Regions from separate parts of the Mus musculus genome. Here region 1 is linked to region 2. The links are chromatin contacts, called in public HiChIP or PLAC-seq maps. All regions are on one chromosome and are shown on one strand. The core of a region is the stretch at or near the end of the contact, and the rest is flanking DNA. Distances in the headings are between cores, read along the strand shown.

Region 1 (6,084 bases), core at 2,845-5,344, 1.7 Mb before region 2:
ACTGATTTAAAGCTTTTGTAGCATTCAAGTTCAAATGTCTGGATTGACTTTGAAGGTGATAAAGTTATAAATTGCACTCTAAAGTAAATCCTTAAAGCACCTTAAGGACAGAAAATATTTGCATAGTTTTTCTTTTTTGAGACAAGGTCTTACTATGTAGCAGCTCTGACTGGCCTAGAACTCACTGCTTTGCAGGATATCTGAAATAACTAATTTGAAAATGTTCTCATTCAGTCAAGTGCTTAGAAGTTAATCTAATTGGTAATTTAATTTAACCTTCACTATAATAAATGACTTTAGGATGACTGAAGGTCAGTTCTGTAACATTATTCCGCCCTTCAGATAGGTGTGGAGAAAACAGAAGCACAGAGTTTGTGGGAAAGAAAACACGAGCTGATTAACGGGAAATTTTCATGACTTAATGGTTAAGAGTTTTAATTTAGTGAGGCTTGCTGGTGAATACCCTTAGTCCCAGCACACAGGAGTCAGCATGTCAGGGGCATGTGGTTCTCTGTAAATCTCAGGCCAGTCTGCTCTACATGAGTTCCAGGCCAGCCAGGGCTCCCAAGTGAGACCCTGTCTCAAAACAAAACAACAAATGTTTCTTTAAAAGCCACATAAATACAATGCACAGGTAGGCCAAAGTTGACAATACAAAGAAAAGCACTGTTATGATTTTCAAAGTCTGAGAATTACAAAATGTGAAATGAAGGAATTTGTTCAAGGTAAGGGAAGCTGGAGGGAAGTAAATCTACATGAAGCCAATTGTTTAAAGAGCTGGCATGCTGGTTGCTCACAGGGCTTTTCTCATGAAATGAAGAAAATGTAGGGTCAGGCCTCATGTAAGAATGTAAGGTGACAAGATATACATGGCCATTTTTTCCTGTTTTAGTGTTTAATTACTACACTTTCTTAAATAGAAACTGTTCTTCACTTCCAACCCCTCGATATTAACTTAAAAGGGAGTGAAGGTGGGCCACTGAAAATGATATGCACTCATTTAAAGACAACAATTTTGCCAAGTGGCACACACCTTTAATTCCAGCACTTGGAAGGCATCGACAAGTGGCTATCTTGTGAATTCAAGGCCAGCCTGATCTACATAATGAATTCCAGGGCTAGAGAGAATCTCTCAAACAAAACAATGGCAATATTCTCACTAGTTCAAAAATGATGAGTTTATTAGAAAGCCATACAGGTGATCTTGGCTTTCACAAGCTGACACTAAGTAAAATAACTTTAGATTGAAGTTTCAGGCTTTTCGTACCTGATGAATTTTGGCATAGAATTCCTGAGAAATAATGCCCCGCTCCTCCCCAGTCCAACCACATCCTTATTTAGTCTCATAATACATCCATCAGTCACTGGTCAAACACCAATACACTTTTAAACATAAGTAATGGCAGGCCAGAGACTCATAAACAGCTTTCCCCCTTGAGAACATTACAAGTAATATAAGATACAATTAGGCAATGTCTTATTGGGTTGGAAGCCAGCTGAACTTTTTACTAGGTGTGAAAAGTTATTTCTTGACTGCTGTGAAAAATTAGTACATTTTAAAAAGGTTTGGAAACATAAAATTAGGGAATGCTCCTGAAGGCAGGTCAACACAGACGTGCTGGCTTTCTGTATTAGGACTACGCCTGCTACTACCAGAACTTTCTTAAAATAAAGACCAGGGACTGGTGAGATGTCTCAGTGGTTAAGAGCACTGATTCCTCTTCTGAAGGTCCTGAGTTCAAATCCCAGCAACCACATGGTGGCTCACAACCATCCATAATGAGATCTGACACCCTCTTCTGGTGTGTCTGAAGACAGCTACAGTGTACTTACATATAATAAATAAATCTTAAAAACAAACAAACAAACAAACAAACAAACAAAGACTAGATGCTTGTAGGAAAAGTGAGTGAACCCTGAACACAAGTCCAATATGTAGGGCAGCCCAGAACCTGAGAAATACTATGGAATATTCCCAGGATGGGCAGACTGATGGGCCCTAAATGGTGGCTGCCTCACAAGAAAAAGACAGTACCAGGGAGGGGGAAAAGGTCTCAAGCAGCAGTGTGAAAGAAAGCAGAGTTCAGGAGCATTCATACAAGATTAGATGAACACTATGTCTCAAATTAAATTGAGGGCTCAGGGGTAGAAAGTAAATTGGGAGAGTTAATGAAGATCAAAAATTTAGGTTTGATTTTCACATCAGAAAACAACTACATCAAATGTTAGCAAACACAAAACAGGTGCTAAAACCCATTCTCTTGAATTCCATAATTTTGGAGTTTACAAAATTCTATGCTGTCAACTTCTTGGGGCAGGATAATCTTACAGTTAGTGTTTGTCTTAGTGTGCAAAAACATGACAGCATAGAAAAGCTCATTCATTGTTTAATACTGTTTATGCCATTATAGATAGCGAATGCTTAGAAAACGTGAACACCGTGGCTCGGCTCTTCCAAGGCTTTTCTTCAGGGTATAAGAAAGGAGAAGCAGGCTGTTAATTCCACTTGAAAATAAAACTTCAGCACAGGCTTTTGGGATAACAAGTAATTATGAAAAAAGTTAAAATCTTCAAAGGTAGAATTTTGTTATTTTGGAAATTCAAAGCGTTAACTATAAAAAAAGTTTCAGAAACTAAGTTTTTGGAGGTAATCTCAGTTCCAGCAATCGCTAATCGTTATCATCATCCCAGAACAGATCGGAGAATTGAAAAAGAAAGAAAATCCACCCAGTAAACTGGGCAAGGAAGGTCTGTCTCCTCCAGACGGGAGTTTCCTCCAAGGCTGTTTTTAGGAACTTAGATTGCCAGTCCATGCAGTCAAAGGAAGAAACACATCCAGCTGTTGGCAGATTCTGATATTTTGTTGCTACTTCTAGGATAGCACAGGTGAATTCTTACTTCAGTGGGTTTCCTTCCTTCTTGGATCTGTTGGAGTTCTTGCCACACCCTTTTCCAAGGACCCACCTATGCAGCACTCCAGCCCCTGCCAGCTTCGCAACTTGCAGAGATCTCCATAGCCAGAAAGGCGCACTGAATCTTCTCACTGCAATGCTAACTGGAACCACGACCACTGCACAGATTGGCTGATAACATACTCGGTTCCACGAGTTCAGCGATCCAAATTTTGACAAGCCATAATCAACAGGCTTTACTTTGGATGCAGTTTTTAAAAATGTATTTTGCTACGAGGGTATAGAATCAGCCAGTACTGGAAACAAGGGTGGGGTGGGTGGGTGGTAGACATATCTTGTCTGCTATATGATATAAACTAAAGTGAACCTACAAGTAGTGGTTGTGGAGGGGGAAATGGGCCTGTATGGAGATGACTCCAATTAAGAAGGCATGTTCAAACTGAGTCGCACGCAAAGAACACACACAATACGAGATCGTTTATCCATACAGTCCCCAAGACCACCGTTCCCGGGGTCCCCGCTGTGATAACCTCGGCAGGTCTGCTGCAACCGCTAGTTCAACAAAGCTCTGCGCAGCGCAGGAAGCTCCGGGCATCCTCTCCCGCTCGCCGCTCACCGCGCGCCCAGCCCTCCCGCCCGCCGGCCCGGGACCTCTCTTCCTGACAGCCCCAGGTAGCCCGCGCCCCGGCTCCCATGCCGCGCTCCGCCCGACCCGTGTTCCCACGTCCCGTCGGCCTCCGGCGCCCCGGAGCGCCCAGACAGCGGCGCAGGGGGAGGGGCGGCGCGGGCCGCGGGTCCCTGGGGCGGCCGCACGCCCCCTCCCGGCCCCGCAGCTTTCCCGCCTTCCCCGTTTGAACAGCTCCCGCCGCCTTCCTCCTGCGGCCCGCTCGAGCCCCTTCCCCGGGGCGGCTGCAGCCGCTACTCCAGTTCCCGGCTTGGCCCCCGAGCTAGGCCGCGGCGGGCCTGAAGCGCCTCCCGGACGGTGTCGGGGGGCCGGAGCGGTGGGCGGAGGCCGGGCGGGGCCGTTGCCGCCCCGGGGTGGGGGTCCGGACGGGTCTGGTGGGGGCTCCGCTCGCCGCTACCTTCACTCGGCTCGCTCGGATCCCGCCTCAGCGCCGCCGACGGCCGCCATCTTGGAGAAGGAGAGAAAAGCGCGAGCAACAAGGGCGCCTCAGTCGAGCCCAGAGCGCAGACTCCTACTGCAGCGGGGCTACCGCGCCGGCGAAAGAGCGTCGAGCGCATCGAATAAACCTGCTTGTTGAGCGCGGTCGCGGTACCGTTTGAGAATACACTCCTCCGTTGCAGGTTTAGTCTAGAAATCTCTTCTCGGTCTAAACAAATAATTTCAAAAGTCTCCTGTTTATTCTTCAATAAAAATATCTTTCTGTAAAGAAATTGCGAATAAAAAATATCAGGCAATTAGATTAATGTAGCCAAACACCTGCCCCAACCCAAAGTCTTTACAGCTCCGTAAACTTCTATGCAATTAGAACAGTCGTTCTGAAGCAATGGAGCTTGGCTTTGGATTTTATACGTTCACTGTCAGTTACAATTTTATGTACTTATCTACCACGTGCTTATACAAACCTCGAAAATTTCATGACAGACTTAAAATTAGACAATTAGCTTTGTATTCTCTTTTAGGAACTCATGGGTCCTTCTCCGCAATCTCGGTCCTTTCTGGTCACCTAATAGTAGCCCTTCTTGTTCTCCTTTTACCCCTAAATCTTTTGTATTTAAGACAGAATGTTATGCTGTTTATTTCAAGACAATCTGTTCTTTGCCGGACTCAGAGCGATAAGGGTTAATAGCCGTATTTATTTGTAATTTAGCATTTACATCTGGAGAGTAGCCCAGGTGAAGTGGAAGACCATACACTTGTAAGACAAGCTGTTTTCTCACCAAATTATTACACCGCTCACACCAATTTTTGTTTAAGTGTTAAGAGGACTGGTGAATTGGTTCAGTGGGTTAAAATATTTTACACCAAATCTCTGGGTATGTGTTTGACACCGGAAATTTACATGGTGGAAAGAGAGAACTGATTCATGCAAGTTTGACTGCCACAGGAATGTCCCCTAAAAACACACAAAATGGAAATAAATAAGTTACTCTTTCTCTAAGAAACAGGAGAAAACAGTTTCTTCTGATTTATTGAGGAGAACTCAATAAATCAATAGCATTTACAATTTCCAGAGCCTGGTTTAATATAAAGACTCTGTTTTTGTAGCATAGTGTAAGTATATAATAGCCTTCTGTGTGAACAGTGCTCACTCCATCAGGGCAACCAGAAGCTGGTGCCCTCCTCACTGAAAAGACCCAGCCTTCATCTGCTCTAGGGAGGAATTTCTCTTCTGTTTTGCTTTGTCAAAGTCACAGGAGGTAGGCAGTTTTGGCGGGAGGGATGGGTGGAGGAAGCAGCCCTGGCTGTCCTGGAACTCATTATGTAGACAAGGCTTGCCTGAAATTCACAGAAATCCTCCTGCTTCTGCCTCCTGAACACTGAGATTAAAATCATGCACTACTATTAATTCTTATATATAAATATAATTAGATCATGTTCCCTCTTTTCAACCCTTTCCATTTATTTCTCTCAAATTCATGGCCTCTATTTCTTTAACTGTTGGTGTGTGTGCACATGCTCATAGAAGCCAAAGGAATACACCAGATTTCCTGGAGATGGACTATAGACAGTCATGAACTGTACAGTGTGAATGCTGGGAACTGAACTCAGGTCCTTTGGAAGAGTAGTATTCTCTTAACCTGCAGCCATCTCTTCAGCTCCTCAGCCTGTTCTTGACCACAGTACTATCATTCTTGGATCACTGAACATACACTCGTTCATTTATTCGCTGAAACAGTCCTTATGGAAAGCACAGGGTATAGCAGGCACTGGGCAAGGTGCTGGGCACTAACAAGAGAACAAAGTCAAGGGTACTTGAGCCTCAGCAGCTGATACTCTGGCTGGGAGGGCAGCAGAAAATAATAAAGCCATGTTGTAGTGAGTGGTGGTGTGTTGGTTGGGGAAGAGCAGTACAGATGCAGGTAAGGGTGGAAAGGCCTGCTCTTTAAAACATGACTCCGGTGCTTCTTGTGATGAGGTGCCTGCTGGCACTTGCTTTGCTGGAAGGGGAATCGGTGGTGGAGTCCAGAAGGCCGAGGCACTCTGAAC
Region 2 (5,998 bases), core at 2,416-4,915:
AGTGTATGTTAAATAAATACTTATGACCCAGATTATAGTGGGCTGGGGTTTTGTTCCAAAATAATTCTTGAGAGAAAAGTGTAAAAAGACTGAGTAGAGCAAAGGTTATGCCCAAAATGGTTATGGTCCGGTCATTTTTGATGTCTAACCTAGGATACATAGCAACTCTCTTCTGAATACCTTTGACCATTTCCCTTTTCCACTTCTTCCTTTGTCCTTGCTTTCTTCCTTTTCTTCTCTCTTGACTTAAAAAAACAACAGCAGCAGCAGCAGCAGCAGCAACAAAACTACATTATGTGTGATTTGCCTGCATATATGTCTGTATATGCATGTTTGATACCTGTGGAATGTGGAAAAATCATTGGATACAGAAGGTGGTGAAACTCATATTGGGTGCTGGGAATGGAACCTGTATCTTCTAGAAGGGCAGCAAGTTCTCTTAACTACTGAGTTATTTTGTTATTTTCTTCAGTCTCTGGTTGACATTTTTGTAATAAAACTTTCTAATGCAATAATGTAGCCTATGGGAGCTAATCTTGGCTGTCAACTTGGCAAATCAGGAAAGACAGGAAGACACAACCACAGTTGAGAAATTTCCTCCTTCCAGTTGGCCTGTGGGTTTGTCTTTGAGGGGATTTTCTTGACTAATGTTTGTGGGAGGACCTAATCCACTGTGAGGTTTGCACTACCACTATGGGTCATAGAGGAAACAGCTGAGCAGAAGCAGGAGAGGAAGCCTGTAAAGCCGTGTTCCTCCATGATCTCTGCTTTGGTTCCTGCCTGGAGCTCCTGCCCGGACTTCCATTGATGATGGACTATATAAGCTGAATAAATCTTTTCCTCTCCAAGTTGGTTTTGATTATGGTGTTTGTCATAGCAACAGGTTATTGCGAAAGAGCTATGCTTTTTTGTTTTTTTTGTTTTGTTTTGTTTTGTTTTTGTTTTTTGTTTTGCAAAGATTGTGACAGTAGTTGGAACTCAGTCTGGAAAAGTCATTGAGTGCTCAGACCATAACGAGCCTTTGTGGGAGATTTGAGGATAATGCTGAAAGAAATAAACACGATGATGCCTGGCCTATAAAGTTTCAAAGGGAAGCCACGGACTCTTATCAAGGTTGTTTTCCTGGTATTTTGAACTAAGAATCTGTGGATGTGAACCCTTTTGTGTTTTGCTGGGACAATGGAAGCTGTTTGTTTGGGGTTGGAAAACAGCTATGATTAATAAGGGGCCCATATTATTGAGGTGCAATCTTCTGGGAAGTATTTCCTCAGGGTCATCACACAGAAGATATGGTCAGTAGGCGTGGAGTAAGGTTGCTCCTGGAGGTGGCGCAGGACTTGTTGAATGATACGTAGGCATCTTTCATGTGGGACAGGCTTGCAGGATGAAGCGGTCATTTGGAGCAGCTGAGGCTTTGCCATTGTGTGGCAGAGTCAGAATCTCCCTGAAGAGAGGCTTGGGAAACTAGGACAAACCTTTTTCTTGGCTCTGCCTGATAAACAGGCAAGGTGAGGTCTGTCACAGGTAATAGCCTGAAATAGTTGAGCTTGATGTGACTGATGTTATCTGACAATGTGACTTCCTAATATTGTGCCCTGCACTTCCTAGATTCTGGGGTTGGGGGCCAGGGTAAAGACTCAATCAATAGGATCCAGAATTTTACAGTTGTGTTCCAGTCCTGTTTACCTCTGTGTTTTCTGCATTAGAACTTCCCCCTAGGATTTTGTTTAAACAGAAAGAAGTTCCTACTTTAAGAAGAGGAAGAAAGAAAGGAAAGAAGAAAGAAAGAAAGAAAGAAAGAGGCAGAAAAGGTAGAAACTACCCTCTGACTATATAAAGGAGAAAATGGAAGACCAGAGAGGAAAGAGAACCAGATTCACCTAGGAGGCAACTGCCTGTCCCAGCCTCCTGGCAGCTATTTCTGATCTGTTACCCCAATCTGTAGGCTTTTAGCTTCCTGCATAGGCTCTATGCATTCTGCACTCCAGGCTGCCTTTCCCCTCTAGCCAGAACTGCTGAACTCCTTCTCTGCCCGAAGCATGCCAGGAGGAAAGTCCTTTGAGAAGTAAGTGCTTGCTGTGTGCTGCGAGCCCCCACTTTGCTAGTTTTTAGCTCGTGGCCCTGCAGCTGTGCCAGATCACTTCCAGCAGAAGACAGCCAAAAATTGCAAATTTGGGAAATGAACAGTCTCCTTGGGAGTCCACATGGGCTGGAAGGCTGTATATTGAACATTTAATCACTTTTAATGCTTGTTTCACCTGCTGTTCATCCATATTTGCCTTCAATAAAACCAAGCAGCCTAGAAGAGCCTCAGGAGAGCCCATCTTTCAGGGCCAGGAACAAGCACCTCCAGAGCACAGTGGGAATCCAGGGCTATAAGGATGTTCTGGTAAGTTGGAAGGTTTTCCCCTAGAGCCAGGTAGCCATCTAGGAAAGGAAGGGGTGGGGTAACCTAGAAGAATAAGGGAGGGTACTCTCTTTTTCTTATAGGCTAGTGTTAGACCTTAAATTTACTTTGTACCCTAATCTGCATGGTGAGGTTTGCTTCCACTGCTAGTATTTTTTTTTGCTACAGATTTGGCCTGGTTAGAGGGTTGGGTAGTGGTGGGAGAGGCAGTCAGGGTGGAGGAAACCACTTTCTGTGCAGCTTGAGTTAGCCCTGCATAAGTGTTGGACTTGTGATCTCACCCCACTTCCCCTGCTTACTTCTTCTGAAATGTACTTAGAGCTTTAGAGTACTACCTTCAGAGTCTGGTTGCTCAGCATTAGGAGACTCCTTAGAGCTGAGCTCAGGCCTGGCGTCCACCCACTGGAGGCATTGTTAACAACTTATATCTTTAACGAGTACTTGCTGTATGTTAGGAGTGGGTTCCAGGGATGGCAAAGACCTAGTCCATACTTACAGGTACACACTCTAATAGCTCTTAACAATGATAAATAAGAATGACTGGTCAATTTTATTGAGTCTTTGCTGCTTGCCAAGCACTGTGCTAATGATTTGCCTGTGTCTCATCATTCCTGTACTCTTTACAACAATCAGAAGGGAAAGCTTTCATTAGTAATCACGTTTTACAGATGGAGCATTGGGGTTTGAAAAGAGGACATAGCTTCAAGAGGTCAGGGAGATGGCAATGAGCATAGGCCAAAGACAGGAGTTATGCTGGACAGCTGTCTGCAGAAAATATTCTCTCCACCAATACGATGCTGCCTTGTATGGTGGAAGGAACTTGCTGTGGCCGATAAACCAATGGGGAAGGAGAAGAAAGTTGGCCTCTTGAGTGTTGTATTTATAGAGAAAAACTAGGAGAGGCTTCCCAGAAGAGATGACTGCCTACGTTTAGAGTGCATGACCAGGAGTATGCTTTAAGGGGTCAGCAAGAACCCAGAGTAGAAAGCACAGGCCTGTTTGGAGATCTGAAGGTAACAGTCTATGCTGGGATACAAAATAGGAAGGAAGGCATCCACCATGCTGGGGAGAACTCTTAAGAGTAGCATCCAAACTATCTTCCAATTCCGTAGTCACTAGCCACCTGTGACTCCTTTAATGAATTAAATTAAATTACATTAAAAATCTGCTTCCTTGGTCTCTGTGGCCACATGCAGTGAATGACTACTGAAGTGGAGGGCCCCTGTGTGGAATTTTGTGTATTGTCCCCAGAAGTTCTATTGGACAGTACTAGGCTGACTCATTTCCGTACTTGTCACACATCTGCTAGGCTTCACTTGCTGTTCCCTGGCTGTCAAGAATGCAAAGTTCCAGGGGATTTGTTCTGGTGGGATCCTGTGTACTGCCTGACTATCCCTGCAGTGGGGGATTGGAGTGTGTGTGTGTGTGTGTATTCACACATGTGAACAATGTGCACTTGCTCCAAAGGTGAATGTTAGTGAAATTTTTAAAACAGTACTTTTCAGGTCAATATATAAAGCAATCCCCCAAATATATCATTTTCCCTGTAAGCTTGAGAGAGCTGCTAGTTTCATTAAAAAGGCTGTGGTAAATCTATTTTTAATTTTATTTTTTTATTAAAAACACCTTACTGCTCAAGATCATAATCCCTAACTGAATAATAGGTGTCATTTTAGAGTTTCAAATAGCCAGCGCAATGCACACGCTGGAGCTTCTTAAGAAATGGGATTTGGTACTTTACATTATTGTAGGGACAAAAATAGGGCAAAAAGCTTTTCCTTTCTACGTCAAGTACAAGATTCTGACTTTGCACATGGTGAGAAGCCATTTAGCAGTATAAAAGGGATTTTTATTTAGATAATGGTAACCTTGTTTGATTTTACAAACTTTGTTTTGTAAGAGGAACCTGACTCTCTTTGAAGCCCTGTAGGCAGTTGTTAAATATTTCAGACTTTATTTGTGGCCAAGAGATTCAGTTTGAAAGACTTGTGATTCACTCCTACATTTTGAAATGATTCGTCACTATTTTGGAATCTGTGATTTCTGTTTGAGTCCTGATTCTCTCTGTCTCCTTATATCTGTGGCATCTCTTGATGTTCTAGCTTAGCATTCACTTTTGCTCTGGATGGGCTGTGGTCACTTCCTCCCAGGGACTTAAGAGAAGATGGTACAGGGCTCTGAGAAGGACAATGATGATTGTTCTGTCTCGTGTTTGGCATAAGGATTACACAAGACCTGGTCAGAGTCATAAGATAGTGAGCTATGTTTATAAAGGAGGAAGGTTTTCTTTTGGTTCTCAGGTCAGCAATGGGAAAGGCATGTGGGCTGGAACAAGTCCTGTCCAGGTTGGTAAAATCACCTGGCTAGGTTTGCTCCTAACTCTGTACTGGGAAGCAGAGGACTCCAGCCAGAATCCAGGCTGTACTATATAACCTTTAAGGTCCACCCCAGCAAACTGACTCCCTTGTTTCCACTTCTCAAAGGTTCCACAGCCTCCCCAAACAGTACCACCATCTGGGGAGGGACCAAGTATTTAAACATGTGACATCCAAATCATAACAGAGAATAAAGTGATCAAGAACAAGAGTGCTGGGCATATCAGACCTTGTCTGACAGGGATTTACAGATCATAAGCCATTAGATTTTTGTCTGTTTGTTTTAAAGGGTAATTTAGGTTGAGTTTTCTCTCTTTGATGGAAAAATCTGCCCTCTAAGAAACTTCTCAAAACTAATTTAGGGTATCTGCCAGGGGGAGGCTTGGGTAGGGATGGAATTTATATATGCTGCTCACTTCTCACCTAGGGCTGCTGTAGGAATGCTGGATGGCAAATATCCAAAAGCATATTAGAAACAGTATATTACTGGATACCATTGAGAAAAGAAAAGGGAATCTCTTAGACCATATTTTTACTTTTCTTGTCAGAGAGTCCTAACAGTTTTCATTCATAGATCAAAGCTGGAGTGAGAGATTAAATTGTATTATTCTCAGCATTTTAAGAGCTAGCCTTCAAAACCAGTTTTATATGTATACTGCTATGAAATAGTCTTATAGTTTGTAAAGCCACAACAGACTATTAATTTTTAGGACCAATTTTGCTGTCGCAATCAAAATGCTTTATTGTGGGACTTCTCTTAATTTGCCTAGACTTTAAGGTTTTGGATGTTCACTTGGTGAATTTAGATGCCAATTTGGTGATATTCTTGTCAAATTACTTTAAAGCTGGATAGAATGTTAAGGCCGGTCTGTGTGGATGCATGCTTTTCCTATGTTAGTTAGCATTGTTTCAACCCTCTTCGTCATGGAAGCTGTTTCTCTGGGCCATGGATTGTCCCATAATGATTTTATAATCCATCAGTGAACAGAATAAACAGACTCCTAAATCCTATGCAACAGAGAGTGCTTGGACTTTGTATGAATCCAGGTCTCCCCTGCTCACTCACTGCAGCAGGTGATTGCCATGGGTCAGTAAGGGTCACGGTTCTCTACAGTGATGTATGTGCCAGGGCCTCATACCTGGCTGGCAGGCAGTAATCATTTTTCTTCTCACTCGTGTGAATGGGTTAGTTTAAGGCAAGTCATTCTGGCTCCAG

The links. HiChIP or PLAC-seq counts read pairs in DNA pulled down with a chosen protein or histone mark.
Region 1: an H3K27ac HiChIP or PLAC-seq map of the NIH/3T3 cell line shows a contact between it and region 2, with 11 times the contacts expected there. The contact joins the promoter of Hmgxb4 here to the enhancer-like site in region 2. A contact is called at or near these places in 8 of 39 promoter capture datasets (the 3T3-L1 cell line, cranial neural crest, embryonic stem cells and 5 more) and 7 of 115 datasets of contacts at active chromatin or transcription factors (the NIH/3T3 cell line, extraembryonic endoderm stem cells, large pre-B cells and 4 more).

What each region holds. Positions count from the first base shown.
Region 1 is chr8:74,991,660-74,997,743 of GRCm38.p6, reverse strand. It overlaps Hmgxb4 (HMG box domain containing 4), which reads right to left and starts at 4,094. Exons shown (of 11, transcript NM_178017.2): 1 at 3,995-4,094.
Region 2 is chr8:73,288,523-73,294,520 of GRCm38.p6, reverse strand. The region is part of intron 1 of Large1 (LARGE xylosyl- and glucuronyltransferase 1); the gene reads left to right. Among named protein-coding and RNA genes, the nearest start is that of Large1, 62 kb to the left of the region's middle. Within about 2 kb of position 3,665, at least 56 of the 459 cell types and tissues checked have an H3K27ac peak or open chromatin away from gene starts, as enhancers often do. A contact at or near this core is called in the NIH/3T3 cell line, where this site is marked.